2 separate regions of the Sus scrofa genome follow, and region 1 is linked to region 2. A link is a contact called in public Hi-C data. All regions are on one chromosome and are shown on one strand. Each heading gives the region's core, a stretch centred on a gene start, on an enhancer-like site or on the middle of the called end of the contact. The rest is flanking DNA. Distances are from core to core; before and after follow the strand shown.

Evidence for each region. Hi-C and Micro-C count contacts between places; a contact is called where the count stands out from the background.
Region 1: a Hi-C map of heart right ventricle shows a contact between it and region 2, with 4 times the contacts expected there. The contact joins the enhancer-like site here to the promoter of DCAF17 in region 2. A contact is called at or near these places in 2 of 5 promoter capture datasets (fetal liver and liver) and 3 of 47 Hi-C or Micro-C datasets (embryonic fibroblasts, heart right ventricle and subcutaneous adipose tissue).

Annotation. Positions count from the first base shown.
Region 1 is chr15:78,195,336-78,198,304 of Sscrofa11.1, forward strand. No RefSeq gene overlaps it. Among named protein-coding and RNA genes, the nearest start is that of DLX2, 7.4 kb to the right of the region's middle. Within about 2 kb of position 1,661, at least 27 of the 83 cell types and tissues checked have an H3K27ac peak or open chromatin away from gene starts, as enhancers often do. A contact at or near this core is called in subcutaneous adipose tissue, where this site is marked.
Region 2 is chr15:77,562,852-77,565,998 of Sscrofa11.1, forward strand. DCAF17 (DDB1- and CUL4-associated factor 17) reads left to right here and starts at 1,778. Exons shown (of 12, transcript XM_021076469.1): 1 at 1,778-2,252; 2 at 2,673-2,776. The coding sequence starts at 2,127. It overlaps METTL8 (methyltransferase-like protein 8), which reads right to left and starts at 1,641. Exons shown (of 12, transcript XM_001925591.5): 1 at 1,394-1,641.

The sequences.
Region 1 (2,969 bases), core at 411-2,910, 630 kb after region 2:
CTATGCATTGATATTCCCATTTATTATGTACATACAACTTTGACAATGTTGATGCTTGAAATAGCAGGAAATTGTCTTGCGCAAAAATTACAGTCCATATTAGGACATCTGAAATTGCGAAGAATTATATAGTAATTGCAGGCTTTCAGATGGGAGAGCCAGAATGCTCAAACTAGTGCAAATGTGGATAAAATTACAGATCAGAGCAAAAATTAGGGAAAAAGGGGGTCTGGGATTTTTCAGGTTGGCTATAGGATTCCGGAAGTGTCTAATGCCACATGATTGCTGCAGCTTTAGGGGAGACATTCATGCCTCAAATAGCGCCTTGGCCAGGGTGGCTTTAATTGAATTTCTTGGGCTTTTTCTTTTAATAGGGGCAAATGAGAAAATTGGCCACCCAAGGTAAATTTTCACTGTTCTCCCCTGAACATATTGGGAAGAGAATCCCTTTTCCAGAGTGTCTGCTGGCTCCAACTTAGATGCCCAGGAGGTCCTGGCCCCGACCCTCAATGCAGCAACTGAGCATAAAGTGCTGGAGCCAGATCCCCCTCCCTTCCAACACCTCTTTTATGCTTTCTTTTTCTTGTTCTCTCCTTCCTTCGGCCCCTTTCCCGGATTCTCAAAAACACCCTTCGAAGTGCAGCCGAATAGGGCCTTGGAATCTGCCGGCCGAGTGGAGGGGGGGCAGGAGGGGTTCGGGGGTAGCTGGCTGAGGAGTTGGTGTGAAGCGGTCATCACCCCAAGACAGTGACGCCCAGGGCTGGTGGATAAGATTCTGCTTTCTAGGGGGCTTCGGGACAAGGAGGCCAGGAGCTGAGGATCCTCGGGGCGGGTCCTGCGACCTCCTAGGCTCTTCTTTTATCTCCACTGCCAAGAGATAGCGCCCCCCAGAAACACTCAGTCCCCACTTGGGCGGCGCTTCTCTCGGCACTGAGACAGCCTGCGACTTTAAGAAGCCAAGGCTAGGGCAGTAGAGACACGGGGCGGGGCGGGGGCTGCCCCGGAAGGGAGGCTTGCGGCGGATCATTGCGGGAGAAACCACCAGGAGCCCGGCCACCGCTCGGAGCAGCCCGGGCTCTGTCGGGTTCCAGGGCCAGAAGTTGCCATTGTTCCGTGAGCGATGACTTCATCTCTAGGATCTCTGAACCTCCTGGACCACAAAAAGGAGGGCAGGAACTGGCGTGGGGAAAGCCCGCCATGTTTGTTTCGTGCGGGCCCAAAACGGCCCCCTGGTACTACCCGGGCGCGCTCCAAGTCCAGTCCCTTCCTCCACGTCTCCTTTTCTCCTTCCCCGGAGTTTTAATTCTCTGGCCCGTAGCCCCGGCCCGCCACAGGGAGCCTTTCTCCACCTTTCCCGGCTCCGCGCCCAACCCTGGCTCTTGCCTCCGCCTTCCAGCTCCTAGCGCTGGCTGGACCCGACCCGGGGCGTAGCGGGTGGCATCAGTGCTCCTGAGAATCCCCAAACGGGCCTTGGGCGAATCCTGGGAGCGCCGCGCAGCCCGCAAATTACTAAGACACTGCAGTGTTTTCGGTCTGGCCGTAGCCGGAGGTCGGAGAGGAGCAGAGGCGGCCGGGAGGGAAAAAATGTCTGTCTAGAGACTGTTAGGGATCTCACGTGGAGGCCTAGTGGCTGCTCCATCAGAACCTGCCTGCTCTCTCTTTTAGTCAAACACACCGTCTCCCCCGCCCCGCCCGGTCCCAGGCCCCAGGGCGGAATGTAACATCTTGTAATGTGGCAATCACTGCCAAACCCGTCCCCGCGAGGGGCACTCCCGCCAGGGGAGCCTCCGAGGGTGGTGGGGCCTCCGCATCCGCCAGCCCCGCTGTGTTTGTGCGGCGGGGGAAGAGGGGGGAACCGGTCAGGAGGTTAGAGTTGAGGGGCAGCTCCCAGGTGGAGAGGGAGAACCCGGCGGGGGAAGGCTTCCTCCTGGTGGTTTTTTGTATCACAACCCTGGGAGAGCCCGCCAGTCCCCCGGGAGCCGACTAGAGGCCCGTGTGATCAAGACTGCAGGATCGCATCTCACCTACCGGCTTCCCGGGACCCCGAAGTCAAATGCAAAGGGACCAGTATTTTAGGAGAAAGACAGACTCTGTAGTTTCATTTTCAAAGAGGTCTCTGACCCTAAACAGGTTTAAGGCACTGGTGGTCGCTCTTCCCTAGCGGGAAAAGACCGGGTTTGTGACTTCTGAGAAAGGGCTTGGGGGGGGGGTAGTGTTTTGGGGAGAGCTGGAGTTGCTTCTGGGTTTACTGTTGGTGAGGACGACTTTGTTTGAAAGGCCGGGGGACTTTCTGCTCCCAGACGTCATTCTCATTCGCGGGGCTTTTTAACACTGGAGGGGACCACTGGCGCACTTCTGCACTGCTCTCTTTACCCCTCTTCCCCGCCTCCCCCCTTTTGCCAAAGAACTGTTTGTAAACAAAGCTCCAGTCTTCCAGCGCTCTCTCCGCCCCCATCAAACCTGATACTTCCCGCAAACTCGCCCCACCAGTCTCGGAAATCCTCACACAGGACGGATATTCACAAATTTTCACAAATAATCCTGAAAGAAGGCGGAGGGGAAGCCTCCTAAACGGTCCCACATTGCAGCCGCGCTGATTAGGCCCGGGATCCATTCCCTTTCTTTCCTGCCCTCCCCGGCCCGGGAGCGGCGGGGCTGGCGGCGGGAATTCGGGGCAGCAGGAGGGGGATGAATCTACACCCGCGGAGCATTAGGGGCGGGGTGGTCTGCAGCAGAGCTCGCGCCAGGCGGGGCTGGGCTGGGGTGGGGGTTGAAGGGGTACTGCGAGGAGCAGGGGACGAGGGTGCACCCAAACTGCCTGCAACGGGAGTTGGAACTCAGTGCCCGCGCTCCGCCGGAGTTCCGAGCCACCCTGCCAGGGGGTGGAGCGGAGGGGACCCGGCACCCCTCACTCTTCGGCTTCCCTCCCCCTGCTTCCCAGCACTTGTCATATCCTGTCTCTGGCCTGA
Region 2 (3,147 bases), core at 528-3,027:
GCTTTTCGGTAAGGAATTTATGCCCCAAAGTACAGTGAAGATTGTTTTAGAGCATTATAGGTCCAGCAAAAACAGTCTCATTGGTAACAATGAACAAGCAATCATCAGAATTTATGTGTATTATAGTTTTGCTTCATTTAACATATAATTGAGCATTATAGCTGTACAAAAGATACAACATAAGGAGTTTATATACAGTTTCATATTTGCATATATTTAACATACTGATCATATTTTAAGTTAATCCTGGGTATCTACGTGGGTTTGAGAAATTCTGCTCTGGGTGATTGGGAGCCACGTAAAAGCTTTAATAGGGAAATGACAGATTTGTGCTTTAGAAAAATCGTTCTGGCAGCAGAGTGGAGGGCTGGAATTGAAAGTATTTAAGTAAGGCAGAAAGGAGGCTATTTAACATAATAATGTGATAAAATGGTGAGGCCCTAAATTATGCTGGGGTATGAAGAGGAGACAGATATCAAAATCAAAAGTACTTGGTTGAGGATGAGGGAAAAGATGGCTGTCCCTTGGGTGACTTGGGGCTTGGAAGGTGAGATAAAGACCACTGGAAGACAAATAAGTGGGGGTGAAGGGGAAGATGAAAAAAGATTATGAGTTCAATTCAGCAATGATTTGAATTTCATTTCAGCCAAAGAAAATCCCGTTATCTTTTCTGGGTCCCAGTTTTCTCAGCGACAGCTGCATTCATGAATTAGCAAATTAACTATTATAGCGCTCTCTAAAAATATACAAAGCACTCCACAGTATGCTGTAAATAAGATATGAAAAATCAGCAAAAGCCTAGGCCCTAAAGGAAATTCAGCAGGGTTAAAAAGAGATATGACAAATTTTTCCTAAACACTTAACCCAACACACTCACCCAGGGTTGTACTTTTTGCTCTGTCAGATGGAGTTGCTGCCTTGCCTACCTCTGAACAAGAGGCCACGTGGGAAATGCAAAGACACCACCCTCAAGGGACTCACAAGCAGAGCAATAGGACAAGTCTGGTGCAAGATTGCTGAAAATGCAGTGTAGTGGGAACTCTGACCTACAGGCAGGGATAGTCACAAAGTCATCTTTTACTTAAGAGCAATCAAACTGGAATGCCTCGGGCAGTTCAATAATAATGTAAATATGTGATATTTCATTCCCGATAAGGAGGGAGTAAAATGTGAAAGGAAAATGCAGCAATTATTGCAAAACCTGCCCGCGTCTCTGAGGGCCACAGCAGGGCAGACCTCTGGTAAAGGGTAATTCAACTCCAGTTTGGCGGGAATGCCAGCATCTTCACCACTAACTCATAACACAAAAGCAGTGTTTACTGATCCCAAATGTTTAACTATACATCTCATCCAAAACGTTCACAGTACACTGAAGGGAAAGCCGAGGGCGTACCTTTCTTTAGCACATGATGCTGCCTCGGGGGGAAGGGATCGCACACGACACAATGCCCCTCTCGGCGTCCCGCCAGAGCCTCCCAAAGCAAGAGTCCAGGGGTTCAGAGGCTTGGGGGTACCGGGCGGCAAGAAACGAACCCCTGGGCGAAGGGCGTATTCTAAGAAACCGAGACCAGGAGGCGGCAGTACAGAGCCACCAGGCCCTCCCCCGGCGCCGCGTGCAGACCCGGAAAAGCGCGCCAGGCCTACAGCGCAGACTCAGCCCAGCCCCAGGAGGAGGGGCGGGGCGGGGCTGTGGTGGGTTGAAGGCGGGGCCAGGGCAAGGGCTCGCTGCCCGCTGCCTGATGGGGATTGTAGTTCTGGGAACAGGCCAGGCTCCCTCAGCGTGTACTGGGAACTACATTTCCCGGTGAGGGAACGGCTCCATCCGACCGCGCGTTACGCAGGCGTCGCGCTGTCGGCAGCCGGGTCCCGAGCCCTAGAGCGTTGGAGGGGCCGACGGAGAAGGGAGTTGCTTTTCCTTCCCACTTCTCCACTCACGGGCAGCACCGGCTCTGCCTCCCCTCGCCCCACCGCCCTGCGCCCACTGCCAGGCTCCCGGTGTCACCTTTTCCTGGGCCCCTCAGGGAGTTGGGGCCTGGAGGTTCGGCGGTAGGGGCCCTTGCTCTGCGCGGGAGTGAGGGGCGCGCCCCTCTTGGGCCCGGACAACTCCGCGATTGGCCCGCGCCTCCATGGGGCCAAGTCAGAAGCCCAACGTGTGCTGCCGGCTAAGTCGCCGGGCGCTGGGCTTCTTCTCGCGCGACGCGGGCGTGGTGCAGAGGACCAACCTGGGCATCCTGCGGGCGCTGGTGTGCCAGGTGACCACCCGCCACCGGGAGCCGGACCTGGGGCAGCGGGGCGACGGGGCGACGGGGAGGTCAAGCCTTCTTGCTGGGGTGCAGTTTTTCTGCAGGACAGCCCGTTTTTAAGATCTCACATGATGGTCAGGGTGATCCAGGCCTTGAAGCGGGGGGATTAGTAAATAACCATTAAAACGGAACCGCCGCATGCTTTTAGTTTTAACCTTCGTATATCTTCTTAGAAACAGTTTTTCTAAAATCGATCACTCCACTTAAGCCAAAACGCGAGGGCAGATTGAGGAAGCATTGAACATAATGTTTTCTAAAAAGTACATGAAATTACTTTGCAAACTGTCAATTTAACCATCCAACTTAAAATTGGTGCAGAGTGGAAGCTTATGAGTTATTTCCTAAACTGAAGTTCCTTGTGTCTTTCAGGAAAGTACTAAATTTAAGAATGTTTGGACGACTCATTCCAAGTCACCTATAGCCTATGAGAGAGGAAGAATATATTTTGATAATTATCGATGCTGTGTCAGCAGGTATCTGGTGAAAATTTTTGTTGTAATTCATTTGACTGTTGATCTGAACTCTAATATTTATGGAAACACTTATGCCTACATTAGTGCTTGTGAAATAAGAGAATGGAAAAATGGGTCCAAAAATAAGAGTAGGGGATAAAATGTGTGTAACTTAAAAATCTTGTTAAACCTAAAGCTTGAGGTTTCATTTTCATTTTATTGGTATTCGCTATAATACCAATTTATAGCGAATTCATGTTGCAGGCAAAATGATAGCTTGCTGGGTACAATGTAGTATTTTATGCTGCTTAAAAGATAGAGTCAAGAGATACAGGTATCTAATAATTAGATGCTTATTTATTTATTTACTTATTTATTGTCTTTTTGCCATT